3 separate regions of the Danio rerio genome follow, and all the other regions are linked to region 3. A link is a contact called in public Hi-C and HiCAR-type data. All regions are on one chromosome and are shown on one strand. Each heading gives the region's core, a stretch centred on a gene start, on an enhancer-like site or on the middle of the called end of the contact. The rest is flanking DNA. Distances are from core to core; before and after follow the strand shown.

Evidence for each region. Hi-C and Micro-C count contacts between places; a contact is called where the count stands out from the background. HiCAR-type assays count read pairs that join an accessible place to other places.
Region 1: a Hi-C map of hematopoietic stem cells shows a contact between it and region 3, with 4 times the contacts expected there. The contact joins the promoter of zbtb34 here to the promoter of lmx1bb in region 3. A contact is called at or near these places in 6 of 18 Hi-C or Micro-C datasets (caudal fin, embryo, hematopoietic stem cells and 1 more) and 3 of 4 datasets of contacts at active chromatin or transcription factors (caudal fin, embryo and gastrula embryo).
Region 2: a contact with region 3 is called in a HiCAR-type map of caudal fin, with 5 times the contacts expected there. The contact joins the enhancer-like site here to the promoter of lmx1bb in region 3. A contact is called at or near these places in 5 of 18 Hi-C or Micro-C datasets (caudal fin, embryo, fibroblasts and 1 more) and 2 of 4 datasets of contacts at active chromatin or transcription factors (caudal fin and gastrula embryo).

What each region holds. Positions count from the first base shown.
Region 1 is chr8:35,261,237-35,264,022 of GRCz12tu, forward strand. It overlaps zbtb34 (zinc finger and BTB domain containing 34), which reads right to left and starts at 1,479. Exons shown (of 2, transcript NM_001122711.1): 1 at 1,385-1,479. LOC141375661 (a long non-coding RNA gene) reads left to right here and starts at 1,033. Exons shown (of 7, transcript XR_012384456.1): 1 at 1,033-1,599.
Region 2 is chr8:35,317,288-35,319,987 of GRCz12tu, forward strand. The region is part of intron 5 of LOC141375661 (a long non-coding RNA gene); the gene reads left to right. Among named protein-coding and RNA genes, the nearest start is that of zbtb34, 56 kb to the left of the region's middle. Within about 2 kb of position 1,349, at least 2 of the 62 cell types and tissues checked have an H3K27ac peak or open chromatin away from gene starts, as enhancers often do. A contact at or near this core is called in caudal fin, where this site is marked.
Region 3 is chr8:35,489,831-35,492,530 of GRCz12tu, forward strand. lmx1bb (LIM homeobox transcription factor 1, beta b) reads right to left here and starts at 1,433. Exons shown (of 9, transcript NM_001025167.2): 1 at 1,199-1,433; 2 at 835-950. The coding sequence starts at 904.

The sequences.
Region 1 (2,786 bases), core at 229-2,728, 230 kb before region 3:
GTTTAAATGCACCAAAATACATTGCCTATATTCAGAAATGGAGAAAAAATATTCATTTTCAAAATGGGGTGTACTTATTTATGCTGAGCCCTGTAGGGGAAACGAACACAAAAGACTTTAAATTCAAAAAGGCAAAAAGAAAAATGAATTATGGCACACAAAAAACAAGCAAAAGTGAAACTATACAGATGATTGACACATTCCTGTAGGCGAAAGACTTGCCATTTATTGTCCGTGAACGTCAAACAAAAAGAGAAAAAAAAGAAAAGTAAAAGAGAAGTGAGGGTTGCAATGTCACTGACACAGCTTTGATTATATACATTAAAAATTAGGGTTTGTATTGGGAACTTTCATTTACAAGTACCTTTAACATACATCAAGCCCTTCAATGGAACAAAAGGTCTTAAATGATTAAAATGTTCGTCAGAATAAAATAAATTTTTAAAAAAATATTTTAAAAGCTGTTCACTTCAAGGTTTTTGAGGAACCCAAATATGGTTCTTTTATGACATTACTGTGAAAAATACTAAATCTAATCTTTATTTTTCTGAAAACTGACAGAGTATGTAATGTTTTCCTTTCCATTTGGAAATAACTATATATTTAAGAAAAACATGAAACAACCTTGAAAAATAAAAACACCACCTAGACTAAGAAAGTACAATAAACAGAATGCATTGTGTCATTTGTTAAGTTACCAAGACAATTCAGTTTCACTTTAACTTCAAATGAATAATTACCACGTTGTCAAATAAGTAACAACTCAATTAACACTTTGGTTGTTTTAAAATCTAGTGAACAGAAACCATATGCATCATTCTTGACATAAACCAGTTTAAATTATTTTTGAAAGCTGTCTATGTAGGCAGCTTACTAGTTTCCAAGAAAGCCAAATGCGTTACACTTTCGATATGTATAGGTTTTTATGCAGTAAGTTAACCCAAGGCATTTTTGCATCACGTCTGCAGTAGTGATCAAAAGTTTTGCTTGTCTAAAAACAAACAGGAGGGTGGGAAAGTGGCCCACTTGCTTGTGACTGAGAGGAATCAGGAATGTGGAGGTTGGCAGCTAACACTGACTGCATCTGAAGCGAAAATAAACACACAGCCTACATTAAACTGCCGTAAGACCGCTGTGAAATGGTAAGGTCAGATCATGACAGTTTAGCTCAGGTAGTTGACGGTACTGTGCCCAGCGTCGCAGGCGAACTCCTCCTTAGTAGATTTGCTGCCAGGCTAGCTCGCACCAAAGCTGTCACGGAATGCTAACAAGTTAGCCGGTTAGCGACATGTATTTAAAAGCGCCCGGCATAACCGTGTCAAATAAAACTAAGCTGACGACTGAACCGACATAATGCGGACTTAAAATTAAAGTCGCGTCTCACCTTCTCCGATCAAATGTCGGCCATTCCTCTGCACAGCGACTCGCTTTGGCCTCCTCCTTCCCCAGCTGTGCTCTGCTCCTCCGCCGTTGCTATTTTTCCAGCTCTCTGCCCAACCGGAAGTGCACGCGCGCGGTCTCCAGGGGCCGCGCTCTGTCTCTCGGGTTTCTTGACGTGCTGTTGAGGAAGCCGTACCGTAGATGATATAGAGATCAGAGGTAAGACTCGCCCCCTTTCCCTTCGACTTTTCGGTACAAGGGTCATGGAGTGTGTATGTTTAAGGATGTTAGCTTTGTTGCAATAATTTCAATGAAGGGTGTCCGGTTTTCGTTTCCGCGAATACCCACTGTACCGGATTGGGAGGCAGTTATGAAGTCGTTAAAGGACAACGACAAACGTTTATAGAAGAAGATACAAGATAAGACAGCAGTAATAATAATAATAATAATAATAATAATAATAATAATAATAATAATATAATAATAATAATAATAATACTAATAATAATAATGAATTTTATAAATATAATAATTTCTAGATAGATAGATAGATAGATAGATAGATAGATAGATAGATAGATAGATAGATAGATAGATAGATAGGTAGATAGATAGATTCATTCATTCATTTTCTTTTCGGCTTAGTCTCTATTAATCTGGGGTTGCCACAGCAGAATGAACCGCCAACTTATCCAGTATATGTTTTAAACAGGGGATGCAACCCATCACTGGGAAACATCTATGCACACTCATTCACTCATAAGAATATATATTATTATTTTGTAATATTATTGATAAATTATTGTAATTGTAAATACTTTTTGATGCCAAAACTTAATAATTTACAAATTTAATAATTGTGTAAAAATATTGTTGTAATATATATTTATATTTCATATCATATAATACATATTTTACATAGTCCTTGTCAAATATATAATCTTATAATCAATAACTTTTATAAATATAACAACTAAAAATAATCATAAAACAAAAAAAGGTGTATGAATGAATACATTCTGAAAACATTATAAAACTTTTTACATTTCTATTTGAAAGTTATGAAATCAACATTATAGCTACATTATGGATCAGAAGGAAAATTAATATGATTTGCTTTAGAAAACCATAACATAAATTTGAAACTGTAAATTTAATGTTTGCTAGACCAGCTGTAGTCCAACACACACTACAATATAAAGATAAAACATTAAGTCAATGCTGAATTCTAGAAACATAGACAAAAGATAGGAACATGTTTTGTCTGGTTAACTTAATATTTTAATTTTCTAATTTCTAAACCCTGTTCAAAATCATATCATGACTTTTCTTTAAACTCAGAATGAAGTTATAATAATAAATCTGCATCTTTACCTGGTCAATTTCAAGCTGTTTCACTACTAATC
Region 2 (2,700 bases), core at 99-2,598, 170 kb before region 3:
TAAGAACTCAAAGATGAAGAGAGAAACTGTCTATGACCAAAACACATTTCAGTATATGGTTCTCAGGAACAATCTTGGAGTTAGTGTGATATGGTGTAGAATATGAAAGCAGTGATTTGAGCCATTACTCAGGTTAGTGAGCGTGCATATGGGTCTCCAGAGAGGTCATGTCTGATAATGATGAGTTTTATGGCCTTTTGATTGAAGGCAAGCTTCTCTTAATAGCATTAATTTTAACACGCTCTCATCCTTCCCTATTGTGCTGCTTTTGGACATTGACGAGCATTTATGATTACACCTAATAAAATTACAAATACAAATTAGATTACTGCTTTTTGCAGTGGAACGGTGCAAACAGCCCTCAGTAAAATCTGGAAGCATTAACATATCAGTCACTGAATACAATAACAGAAGAAAAATCACTGAAAGCACAATCAATACCCTCAGCGCAATTATAATCTGTTCATTGTGTTGTTTTGGAAAAGTCATTACACATCAATAAACTCTAAATAATCTCAGCAAATGCTTTATATGGCAATACATTTTTAATAATGTCTGCAAAGCTATTAGGATTTCATAATAGTTAATGGAAATCAAAACGTATATTATTATTGCTGTTTTTCTAAGCAGGGAATCGATTATGCAAATACTGCTGGCTTTTTCAGATTAAAATAAATGAATTAAAACAAACAAACATATTCTGATAAGGAAAAAAATGCTCATTGTTGGCATTCTGTTTTGTTTTATTCTGTTTTTATTTTTAGAAATAGTGAGGGACTGGAAGAGGAACAGTCAAAAATACGATAAAATATGTTGTTATGCTTAAATAAAATAACCATGTTAATAATAAAATAATCTTTGTAGGCTATATTTGAAATATTTTTTCGAATTATTTTTTACTTTAAATAGATTATTTTATTTATTCTATGTATATTTAGGTAGAAATGCGTCTCATCTGCTGTTAACTGCAATTTTCATATTAAAATGTAGGGGGCAGTATTGAACTGAGAGAGCTTTCTGTTTGGATTGGTTTTTTCTCGGTGCAAAATCACCAGCTACTAAGAACGTATACAGGAGTTCAATGGTTCGTCAAACACTGTAAATTATTAAGGCAAGAACCTCAACTGAGAACTGAGAACAAGCTCTGAATCACAAACTGAAATATGCCACTGGTATTTTTAAGAGAATAACCATAGAATCATCGTCATAAACAAACCAAACCTCTCTGACCTACTGTATAACCATTAAGAAGAGAGTTTACATTAGACATTCTAACAAGCAGTGTTGCCTATTATTATAGTGTTGATTTATTTCTTCAAATTTGTTAGTCATCTTAACCACACTGACACGTCAGTACTTGCACAGCAGCGCAACACAAACACAGGAATATTTCACAATGATGATTATCAATAGCATAGACTTCACAGACAGAATGAATGTTTGGGCAGCTATTAAAGGATACTTCAGCCAAATGCGAACATTTACTTACTGTTTACCCACTCTTAAGTTTCAAACCTCCTGGAGTTTCTTTTCCCCCGCTGAACACAATATTTTGAAGAATAATGATGAGGGAAGGTTAATATGTGGGTGAACTTTCTCTTTAAGCAATATGGTCACCACCGGATGTGTTTGCATTTGATCAAAAAAGTATGTAGCCTAGTTTAATTCAACAATCACAAAGAGTGCTTTAGATGAAGATAAAACATGAACAGAAGGTGTTTTCACACTCTTGTAGGCCTACTGTATATTTGTCAGTCAGGCTGTTAATGGTTTGGGACACATGCGGTGCTTCAGGTAAATCGGCCTGACCGGCTCTGACTGGGGAATGTTTTCATCATATCAGGTTCAATTACTGTAAAAGTTTGGGGATCTTAGGCTGAACTCCCTTTCCGCTAACAACGTTCACGGAAGTTTGACCATGTAGTTCAATACAATAGATAAATTGTTTTTGAACAAGGAAATGTTAATTTAGCAGTATAACATTTCAAGGAAGATTATTCCTGTTGACTTTTAGTTCTCCCATGCCTTAACTGTAAAAAACAATTGATTATGCTGCGCAAATGATTAAACACTAAGATACTGGTATAATGCGATGTGTTGTGCCAATTGTGAACAAATGCTGTCTTTGTTTCTTTAAAATTTTGATGTTATCTCAATGTGACATCTTATATAGCTACAGAATAACATATAGGCTATTTTATATCGAGATAGATAGAATTATTTTTAAATTCTTCTTTTGTTTCCTGCATAAATCTATATCTGAACAATAACGGTTTAAATTCTATATCAACTTTTGTTACTATAATTTGATTTGGATCTATCTATCTATCTGTCTATCTATCTATCTATCTATCTATCTATCTATCTATCTATCTATCTATCTATCTATCTATCTATCTATCTATCTATCTATCTATCTATCTATCTATCTATCTATCTATCTATCTATCTATCTATCTATGTATCTATCTATCTATCTATCTATCTATGTCTCTCTATATGTCTGTCTATATGTCTGTCTGTCTAGTAAATGTTTATCTTATGTTTTGCTTTATTTCATTTTGAACAAATTAAATAAATATGCATATACATCTAAAAGAGTTTCTTGCAAACTCTCTTGGTGCATGGTTTGCTGTCAAGTAATTTCCACTATGGGAAATTGCTAGCAAATTTTAAATAATTACAAAGAAACAAGTATAA
Region 3 (2,700 bases), core at 183-2,682:
AATATGACATTGTGAAAAAAGGCGTCCGAATAATATTACGTGTGATATTAATTGTTTATTATATCTTCTTCTTATTATTATTATTTTATTATTATTGTTATTATTATTATTATTATTATTATTATTATTACATACGCACAAAAATTAAAACGTTGCACAATATCTGGCAAATCTAAAATTGACACTATTAGCCTATGCTCAAAAAACTGCCAATTAAATATTTGCAATTGTATTTATGTACCCTTCAAGATCATGTGTAAACAAAATCTCCGGTCCAAAGAATAAATAGCCTAATGGGGTAAGAGAAAAGAAAATATATAGCCTAATTGTGCAGATTTTCTTCTTATTATTCATTTTTACCTATTTTTTTATTTCTGTCCATCTACCATTCAAACGTTACAGTTATTTGTTAGAATTAAGCAAACATAATAAGATGTAATGGTGCAGCTGTTTGAATGGGAAATACGTGCAGTTTATATAGCCTAAAACAACAACAACATGAGAGCATGGAAATAATTGCATTGCGTTGCGCAGTAAATATGAGAGAAATTATTTTATTATTTAAATACACCACTCGTGTATTTGGATTATTTTCTATGGGAAATAGTTTTGATTATTCAACAGATGAATGCGGCCGGCCGGTCAAATGCATGACACATGCGGGTGCATCCCAGCCGACTGCATGGCCCGACTGCTACAGTTCCAGCTGTACTGTAGATCTCTATCTATCTTAACAGAAACAGCATTATAAAAATTCCCAGAATTACTTTAGTATTTGCGAGCATTTACAGGCTTGCTTTTAAAGACAAATACTACAAATGTTGAAGGACTTACCGAGCATAACTCCAAGTGTTGCTTGTCCCGACCGCAGCGGATGATCTTCGATTTTTATACCGTCCAACATCTTTAAATATTCCCAATGTTACCTGCAAGGAAGCGCCGTCCTAGACCTGTTGTAATATCCACAACAACACATTTGTCAGAGTTGTCCACTCTTCAAATCCCAAAACTATTGCTCACAACATTAGTTGATATCACAGAAATCTCAATCTATGCAGCTTTGCAGCTAAAATGGCCAGCTCAAGAAAACTTTTCATTGCAGTTGCAACTTGCTAGTTTAGAATTTGTTCTTGATCACAGCCTGGCAAAGAAGCACAACAATTCATAACTATAAAACTGAAAACACGCACTAAATCACCTGTTAATTAACGTCCGAGACGTTTTCTCCACGAAGCGCAAAGTTAGGTTTTTTATCCCGGCTGTTGTCACGAGCTGCAAAGGAAGATCCTCCCTTTCCTACACCGTGCACAAGTCGTCTCAACCCGCAGAAGTTTTTAGGAAATTAGTAAAATCCACGAAAACCTAAAGGAGATGTCTAAACGTTAACTCTTAAATTAGTGCGCCATTCGGCTCCCTGCAGCTTGAGAAAGCTCAAAACTGAGATAGGCTTCAGAGAAAGCACCCTCCCCTTTTGGTCGCGTCACTTTGCAGGCTATTGACTGACATAGGGATGCTATTGGTGCGCCAGTGTTCGTGCACTCTGCCGAGTGGAACTAAATGCGTTCCGCCTCCAAAATCACATTGCCTCCTAAACTAGAGGCGCACAAGGATGGTAAACAACGTTACGAAAATTGTGGTGAAACAAACGAGTCTAAAAACGCAGACTAATTCAGAGAAAAGCTTAGCCTAAAGAAAGAAAGAAAGAAAGAAAGAAAGAAAGAAAGAAAGAAAGAAAGAAAGAAAGAAAGAAAGAAAGAAAGAAAGAAAGAAAGATTCTAACATGTTATTCTAACATGTTCTAACAAGAAAAAAATATTCTGAAGTATTTACTGAATATTAAATTTATGCATTTTCAGTTTTGCTACATAATAATATTAATAATAATAATAATAATAATAATAATAGGTTTATAGAAAAAAAATGCATTTCACATGGACAATACTTGATTTGTGTATTAATTAACAAGTGTCTACCAATTTATGGAAATTGCAAAAAAGTAGTCAGCAAATGTAGTTTATCTGTAAACAAAACATCCATAATGTTATTGTTGTTATTATTATTATTATTATTATTATTATTATTATTATTATTATTACTGCTGTTTTCATAATAATATTAATAATAATAATAATAATAATAATAATAATAATAACAACAACAATAGTTATTATTATTATTATTACAAAACTAGCCATTTTTTTACGTAGGCTATATTGTTTAACTGTTTATATATTTTATTAAAATAATTATATTACTATATGAAATATATCATAACTAGGCTATTATTAAATAACTTCAATAAATTTTTACTTTTTACAGCAGCATTTATTATTCCACACTTGCAGTCGTAGTGTTTACATTAACCACGATTACAATATACAGATCAAAACACGTCACTTCGTAATGAATGGCACCAAGCAATTACGCGTTATCTCTTCTTTTGTTATTAATTGTAACACGTCAAATTTGTATCATGCGCATTGTAATGTAAAACGTAATTGTTGTTTTTATAAATAGATGGCGTCACTTCAAACCCTGAAGCGCATGCTCCTCTTTGGGTTTTTCTCCGACTGTTCGAGGCCCATCTCCTCTCATGCAGAGGCTGCTGGCTTTGATATCAGGTAGCGGAGCATCACGCCCGTCCGCATGCTTTGTGCTTTTGTGTCCATTATGAAGCCTCGAACCTTCTGACCCTCGTCT